Linked DNA regions of Zea mays: all the other regions are linked to region 1. The links are chromatin contacts, called in public Hi-C maps. All regions are on one chromosome and are shown on one strand. The core of a region is the stretch at or near the end of the contact, and the rest is flanking DNA. Distances in the headings are between cores, read along the strand shown. Region 1 holds the start of LOC100191557. Region 2 holds the start of LOC100283638 (saposin-like type B, region 1 family protein). Region 3 holds the start of LOC103635707 (Glycine-rich protein family).

Evidence for each region. Hi-C and Micro-C count contacts between places; a contact is called where the count stands out from the background.
Region 2: a contact with region 1 is called in a Hi-C map of root tip, with 6 times the contacts expected there. The contact joins the promoter of LOC100283638 here to the promoter of LOC100191557 in region 1. A contact is called at or near these places in 6 of 25 Hi-C or Micro-C datasets (ear, leaf, root tip and 2 more).
Region 3: a contact with region 1 is called in a Hi-C map of ear, with 2.7 times the contacts expected there. The contact joins the promoter of LOC103635707 here to the promoter of LOC100191557 in region 1. A contact is called at or near these places in 2 of 25 Hi-C or Micro-C datasets (ear and leaf).

Annotation. Positions count from the first base shown.
Region 1 is chr8:112,663,828-112,666,527 of Zm-B73-REFERENCE-NAM-5.0, reverse strand. It overlaps LOC100191557, which reads right to left and starts at 1,321. Exons shown (of 5, transcript NM_001136987.1): 1 at 897-1,321; 2 at 688-754; 3 at 1-84. The coding sequence starts at 1,049.
Region 2 is chr8:112,485,606-112,488,305 of Zm-B73-REFERENCE-NAM-5.0, reverse strand. LOC100283638 (saposin-like type B, region 1 family protein) reads left to right here and starts at 1,337. Exons shown (of 6, transcript NM_001156539.2): 1 at 1,337-1,632; 2 at 2,427-2,506. The coding sequence starts at 2,428.
Region 3 is chr8:112,908,709-112,911,408 of Zm-B73-REFERENCE-NAM-5.0, reverse strand. LOC103635707 (Glycine-rich protein family) reads right to left here and starts at 1,275. Exons shown (of 1, transcript XM_008658093.4): 1 at 86-1,275. The coding sequence starts at 1,179. The coding sequence ends at 529.

The sequences.
Region 1 (2,700 bases), core at 72-2,571:
GGAACGGGATGGGAAGGACCAGGTCCGGTCTGCCCGGCGACAGGATCGTCAGGTCCAGCACCGTGACCTCTGGCTCCGCAGTTTCTGCAGCACCCAAGAATAATGTCCATTCACTAGTACAGAGAAGTTCTATAGTGGCGGTTGTAAATCTATTTATAGTGGCGTTTTTCGTAACCGCCAGTGCTAGGGGCCAGTAGAAATCATCATTTTTACAGGCGGGTAACTGAGGACCGCCAGTGAAAATCGATTTTCACTGGCGGTCGGCGTAATAAAACCGCCAGTGAAAATCGATTTTCACTGGCGGTCGACGTAATAAAACCGCCAGTGCAAATCGTTTCCAGGAAACATAAAACATATTTTAAAAATAGTTAAAAAATTTATTTTTATTAGGGGGGCCTCACAGCCCACCCCACCCGCCATTACAAATCATGGATTTCTACTGGCGGTTTTCTTAAGGAACCGCCAGTAGAAATACGATTTCTAGTGGCGGTTTTCTTAAGGAACCGCCACTAGAAATAACACAGTCGGTGGATAACCGAATCCGCCTGTAAAAATATATCGTCCCCGCAGGTTTTGAGCCTTTTTCTGTTCAGGAACGCACCATGCATGGCTCGATCCGTATGGACATGAGATCGAGTACAGGGTGATAATATGAGAGGGAGGTTAGTTAGTTAGTTAGAATCTCACCTCCTAGCTGCTCGGTGTCGACCTGCCCAAGGAGCTGCTCCTTCCACCTCCTCAGGCTCTCATCGTCCTACGCGGATCAGAGTGGGGGGTTTTCAGTTGTTCAGAAACGGATGAGACGAAGATGTCAAGATCCGACCGATCCTACATGATGAAATGAAAGCAGCGCGCGCCATTGAATTGTTCAGGCATTGACGAAGACATATACGTACCTTGTCGAGCTCGAGCTGTTCCTTGAGGGGGACCTGGGGGCCAAGCACGACGACGCGCTTGTTGCCTTCCTCGTCCTCTTCTTCGTCCTCGACGTCCGTCCCGCAGTCGTGCTTCTCCTTCTCCTTCTCCTTTTCTCTCTCCGTGTCGTCCATGGGCGGCTAATGCACACGGCCGGATGCGCTCCCAACGCGCGCGGTCGACAGGGATGTGACCACCGTACGTACGTGGCGCGATGATGGAGATCGAAGAGGACGACGGAGAGCGGCACTACTCAAAGTTTGGGAGCGGCCGGCCGCGTCGTCGCACTGCGATTTGTATGATTATGCTCAATAAAACTACGGATGGTGCATGGGGTTTGATCCCGGTGGTGGAGATAGAGAGCGGGCCGGCCGGGCGGACGCGGAAGGGGCGCCCGGTGTGCGCATCACCACTCACTCCCCTGTGTGAGCCTCTCCTGCGGATCCGGGGAGCCAACCATTACGTCCACCTCTCGTTGGCTCGTTACGCTCTGGCACGGTATTTGTTTTCTGCGGCTTGGCATGAATTTTCCCGTCTCACTTGTTTCATTTGTTTTTGGCCTTCCGTGTCCCTCAGTGTTTTCATTGTCCTGTAACTGTTTGGGTTGGAAAATAGGTGCATTATCTCTTTATAATTTGTTTGATCCTTTAATTAATTTTATCTCAATATTGAATAGAAATAAAGCTCAATTCTAATCTGATCCTAACATTTTATGGTTTAAAATTTAGAGTTCATTACCATCCATGCAGTTTAATTTAGACCTAGCCATAAAGTATTATTATCAAGAAAACTATAGTATCATGTATGCAATTTGCGTGTTGAAAGTGTTTATATACCCAATGCATATGGGCTGGCCCGTCGGGCGGCTGCGACCCGACCCGCTCGAAACCCGTCACGGCCTAGTAGACGGTGTGCCCGGACCAGGCTGGCACGATGCGCGGGCCATGCTTGGGCTGCATATGTGGCCCGTGGTGTAAGCACGGTCCGGTCCGGCTAACGTGCACGGCCCGACACCAGCCCGGCTAGAGTGCACAGCCGCGCGCACGGGCACCACACATGTATACACACACCACCTTGCTTGGGCTGTGCATATGTGGCCCATGGTGTAAGCACGGTCTGGTCCGGCTAACGTGCACGGGCCGACACCAGCCCGGCTAGAGTGCACAACCGCGCGCACGGGCACCACACATGTATACACACACCACCTTGCTTGGGACGCATATGTGGCCCATGGTGTAAGCACGGTGCGGTCCGGCTAACGTGCATGGTCCGGTCCGGCTAACGTGCACGGGCCGACACCAGCCCGGCTAGAGTGCACAGCCGCGCGCACGGGCACCACACATGTATACACACACCAGCACCGGCCCGCTCCCACTCCCCATCCACAATCCACACAAGCATACTCTCGCTCGTTCAAGAAACCCTAATCTCGTATGTTCCCCATTTGCCTCCCTCATCGCCTCGCGCAGACGCACTCGCTCGCGTCGTCGTCTCCGGCTCCGATCGGTGCTCGGCGTCCAGGTTCGAGCTCCTCTCGTCCGCCCCATTGGTTGTTGCCCCCTAGTCAAGAATCTGGTGCTCTGGTTTCAAGTCTGGTCTCCATTGCTACTCGCTTGCTCCACTTCTAGGTTTTAGATCTGCTCTGGGTATCAGCTTCCATTGTTGTGTGCCTGTGTTCTCCTCTCTGTTCTTGCCTTCTACTACCTTCTAGCTACCCCTCCTGCCCTCCATTACCTCCTAACTTCTCTGTTTGGAAACCCTAATCCTCGATCTTTCAATATCTCT
Region 2 (2,700 bases), core at 88-2,587, 180 kb after region 1:
GGGGGGGAGAACACTGAGCTTCTCAGCCATAGCAACCGAGGAGGAAGACGAAGGAGGGCGCACATGCGTTTTTTTTCTTTCTGTGGCTAAGGAAGGCAAAGGTGAGGTAAGAAACGGGAGGATCCCATCTCGGTCACCGAGGGTTGGGCTGAGCCTCCCCAAGTCAAAACCGGGAGTGGGCTTTGTATCTTCGAATTTGACGCGCCGCAACGGACGACCTGTGGGTCATCACGTCTCATCACATTAATTCCCACCTACGGGTTGCATGTCCTGTCCGGATGACGCAAGGTAACGGGCGCCGCTTCGCCTCCCTGGGTAAGCGCATCAAAAGGTGTGCCACACTCTCTCCCCGTTTTCCATTCCTCCACAGGTAGCAGGAAGGGGACGCCCCCTCAGGGGTTCGAAGGGGGCTTGGGTACGTGATCGAGCCATCGGCCTTGGCCTCGGCTCTCAGCAGAAATCGGGCGGGCATAAGTCAACAACAAGTATAAGGGCCCGTTTGGTTCCTTTAGTCTAGGGACTAACTAAAGTTTAGTCCCTACCATGTTTGGGTCTAGGGACAAATTATTCAAAATGCATTAAATGGAGCAAAAGAGGACTAAAATACCCCTTAGCATTCTTCCGCCATTATCGCAACTGAAATAAAGGAGGGGCAAAAATTGGAATTTATATGGTTTATTTCCTTTTAGTCACCCCTTAAGGGTTGATTTGGTGACCGGGGATCCCGAGGGGAAGAAATCCTCTTGCTATTCAAAATTGAATTGCAAGGGGATTCCTCCCCCATGGATCCCCTAGGGATCCCTAATCACCAAATCAGCCCTAAGGGACTAGAGACAAACAGTTTAGTCCCATCGTTTGGCAATTTAGGAACTAAATAGGACTAAAATAGAGGGACCAATCTTTAGTCACTCAAACCAAATGAGGCCTAAGACTCATGCTCCCGTCCATACCGTTTACTGGGACTCGGCTTAACCTCCTCATTGTTCGTGACCAGCTCCGGTACTCCTATACCCCTCCTTGTGGCTATAAATAGGGCAGTCTACGACTTCAAGGGGGCAAGGCGGACACTTCACAGTTTTTACCACCACTATGATATTGACACTTATTTCAATTAACTCCTGTGAATTGGGATCCCTCTCTCTCTAGATGAACTTGTATTCCTTACAATAAGCACTTAGTTACAAGTAATATAAGTCTCACTCCTACTCTGCTGAAAGTAGTGACTTCTTTTGTCTGATCAGAATAAAGACTTGTGTAATCTTGCATTATCCCGTGTCAGGACACACAGTATTATTTCAATTGTTGGTAAGACCCTGGATCGACACATCGAAAGAAATAGAAATAGAAATTATGGTAACACCCTAATACATTCCCTCGCTCGCGGCCTTGTACAGCATACTGTCCTTGCGGCGCTGCTGGCTCCGCCGGGTGTTGGGTCAACGTTCTCCCGTCCCCCCGAGCGCAGTCTCGCGTGGTTCTCCCGTCCCCCGAGGCCCGAGCGTAGTCTCTCTCTTTTGCCGTGGTTCTCCAGTCCTCCCTCATCCGCTCTCTTTCTTTCTCTCGTGGCGAGTGGTAACGACGTCAGGTGCTCAGGTCTTGTTCAGGCCCTTCGCCGGCGACGAGCACACAGCAGTATGCCTAACCTTTCTCTTCCCCTAACTTAGGGTGGGACTAATTTGTAGTTACTCTATTTTATTCTATTTTAGTTCCTAAATTACCAAATATGTAACCTAAAATAGAGTTTTAGTTTCCACATTTAAAATTTAGAGACTAAAATAGAATAAAATAGAGGAACTAAAAATTAGTCTCTAGAAACTAAACACCCCATAACTGTTTGTATTCGAATAGGGTGTTATTACACAGTATACATGTAGTATTACTCCTACTAAATCTGATTTTTTTGCCAGAAATCATGGAGAAAATAAAGTTAATCTTTTTAGATGCATATCTGGTGTTCATGTATTTTTTTACTTATTTTGAGTTGTCGTTAGGTTTACTTGAAAATTTGCACATAATGAAAGAACAAAGAAACAAGTTGGAGTGGATAACAGAGCCAACTGAACTTTTTTCCCTCTCTTCGAAATTGATAGTCATTTCTATTATAGTCTCCTATATTGTTGTTTGAAGCCAACTTCAAACCAAGTTTAATGATCTGAGACAAAACTGAATTTCATTCAAATTCTGCTACTTTTGATTTTGAAAGAAAAACAAGGGCAACTGGAACATATTTTTGTAACAAACCACCGGGTTTATTGTCCAGCCCTCAGATTTGTGCTTGAAAGGAAATTATCTGCCTCTTTTTTATGTCTACCATTTAACTTTTGCATTATCTGCTAGTTTAGTTACTAGTTAGCAAATAATTGATAGTGACATTGTTTATGGAATGGACTGAATTGTTCCTTATAATTCATATGTGTTACATGCAGAATGGATACAGGAGCTCAAGCTATGTTCATCATCAGTCTTGTGCTCTGGTGTACTACAAGCTTTGCCTTGGATGATGCTGGTGCGTAATGATTTATTGTATGCAAACCTGTGTAGGGCGAGTATTACATCTCTAGTAATTTTGTTTTATTCAATTTTCTCAGAATAAAGTTTTGATCATGTGATAAAGGTCTAGTATTCTATTTTTTAGGGTTTTAAAAAGAAAACAGTGCAACATCAGTACTGAATATTAACTTAGGCCCCTATTTCAGATGC
Region 3 (2,700 bases), core at 26-2,525, 240 kb before region 1:
TCTCAACTTGAAGTTTGCAAGAACAGTCTCATCTCTATCTTGGAATAGCATGTCAACATACATTCTGGAGTGCAATGCAAGAGCATTTTCCACTTGCAAAAGACATGAAAACGGAATGCAGTGCATTTTCCACTATGTTTGGTTGACATAAGCAATCAATATTGAAATTGGAACAAGAACCACCATCTCAAGAACCAAACCTTTGTTTGGTCCGGACTCTGACTATGAAATCTATACCAGTGATAATCTACAACAAGAACACGCCAGCCGCAAAATCTAGTAAATCAGACAAGCATAAAGAAGTACAACAAATCTTGAGAACCGTAGAGACTAATCTAATTTACAAATAGAACAGCCTTATCTTACAATTTAACGGATGACTGAACTGAAGCCTGAACCGAATTCATCAAGAGTTTTAATTTGATGTGGAGAGCAGGGCCTACCGACCAGGCTGACAGAGCGATGAGATTGTCAGATCTTGGCTGGGTGGTGGAGGCCAGGGCCAGCATTAGTGAGCTCGGCCGACGGTCAGCATCGGAAGCCGAGCACGCGGCCGTCGGCCGGCGAGACGCCAATGCGGCACACCTTGGCCGCCTCGACGTGGTGGGTTAACACCTTGAGAACGGTGACCTTGCCCTTGACCCGCAGCAGCGAGTCCACCTCCATCACCGGCGGCTGCACTAGAGCCGCAGTGACGTGCGGGGACGGGCCGGACGCCGGGACGGAGATGGTGGTCGGCTGCGCGGCGGCGCCCGTGGCCGAGACGGCGAAGGCGGGGACGGTGAAGCTGGTGGCCATGTACTGCGTGCGGCCGCCGTCGATCTGGCCTGCCGGGATGTACATGGAGCCGACCTCGCCGCCGGCGTAGGCGACGTGGAGGGAGCTGTCGTAGTGCGTGAGCGGGGACCGGTTGGGGTTGCGCACGGAAGCCAGCTGCTGGAAGGTGAAGGCGACGGTGCCGTTGGCCACGGCGAAAGCGGGGAGCTGCACGGCCGTCACGGCGATGGCCGGCGCGCGCGGGCGGAAGAACACGAACAGCAGCACCGCCGCGACGCAGGCGGCTAGGAGGAGGAAGAGGACCGCCAAGATGCAAGACGCCGCGGGTGAGGAGGAGGAGCGGCGGCCGGCGCCCGCGGCGGCATAGTGCTGCGGCGGCAGCCCCGGCGCTGATCTGGCCATGGCGGCCGGCCGGGCGAGTGAATCTTGCTTTGGTGGGCGAGCAGAGGAGACAGTGGACGAGGAGAGCAGGGTGGAAGGAATAGGAATTAGGAGGTCACTGTACTGCGCACACGCGCTCTATCGAGCGGGGCCCACGGGTTTTTGTACCCGGTGGACATGGATACGGGTTGAAAAACTCACCCGTGGATCCTATCGGGTCGGGTACCCGAAATACGTCGGATAGGGTACGGATAGTATATTTTACCCATGGATATCCACTGGATACCCGAAATATTAATTCACAATTTTACATGTTGTGTTTTTGGCCCATGAAGCAAAGAAAAAAAGCTCAAGGCAGTGAACCGGCTAACCCTAAGTCCCTAAGTTCCCGGCCTCCCATCTCGCCATTCTATATTTTACTAAATTTCTATTTGAATAACTATATGATCTGTCAGTTTGTTAGGATGGCATGCAATCTGAAACCATTGATCCATGAACTTGTTGGTTGCTACTACGAAGTTGCTGCCTGCCTGCTACTACATGAACATCATGGACTTCCTGTCATTGTGGTGTTTCTTATATTTGTGTTGTGTGAACTATGATTTGTGAACTGGACATGTACTATGATTTGTGAACTGAATGTGTACTATGATTTGTGAACTGTACTATGGTATGTGAACTGGACGTGTACTAGTCATGAACTTGAATGTGTACTATGATTTGTGAACTGTACTATGGTATGTGAACTGGACGTGTACTAGTCATGAACTGTACTATGATTTGTAAATTGGTGATGTTGCTTATCAATTTCACATGTTGTGATGGTGTTCATTAACTCCCATCTGTCATAAATTGTGTTGCTCATCAATTTACATGTAGATTTATATTTTATAGTAGCATATCCACCGTATACCCGATACCCGACGGATACCCGGTGGATACGGGTACGGGTCCATTTTTTTACCCGATTGACTTGGTGGATATGGATATTTGTATAAGGACCGGGTATGATATCGGGTCGGGTATTATCATACCCGAACACAACCCGACCCGCTGCCATCCCTACGCGCGAGTCTCTCGAGGGACTCGGTTTACTGTCTTCGACCATTAGACCAACTCCAGCAACACTCCCCATCCCACTCCACATCCGTATTATACACGCTCTGAGTCACTATTTCGCTCTCCAGCAGCCTCCGCATCCGTCTCCGCAAAACAGACGCCGTGTACCTGCACTCCCCTTTTCCACGGTTTCTCTCTCCTCTCCGCAGAAGACTGCATGCGCCACCTCCTGCTCGCGGGCCCCAGCTGTCATAGACTGTATGCGGAGTGCAAATACGGAGTCTGCTGGAAACGGGGACGGATACGGAGAGGAGAGAGAAACTGTTGGCCGTGCTAAATACGGATACGGAGAGGGAGTCTGCTGGAGTTGGTCTTAGGCATTTAGGCTCCCTAGGTCCCTCTTCTAATTCTTACTTTATAAATCATCTTAAAAATTTATTGCCCTATATTTTATTACACTTCAGTAGCATCATTTATATCCCA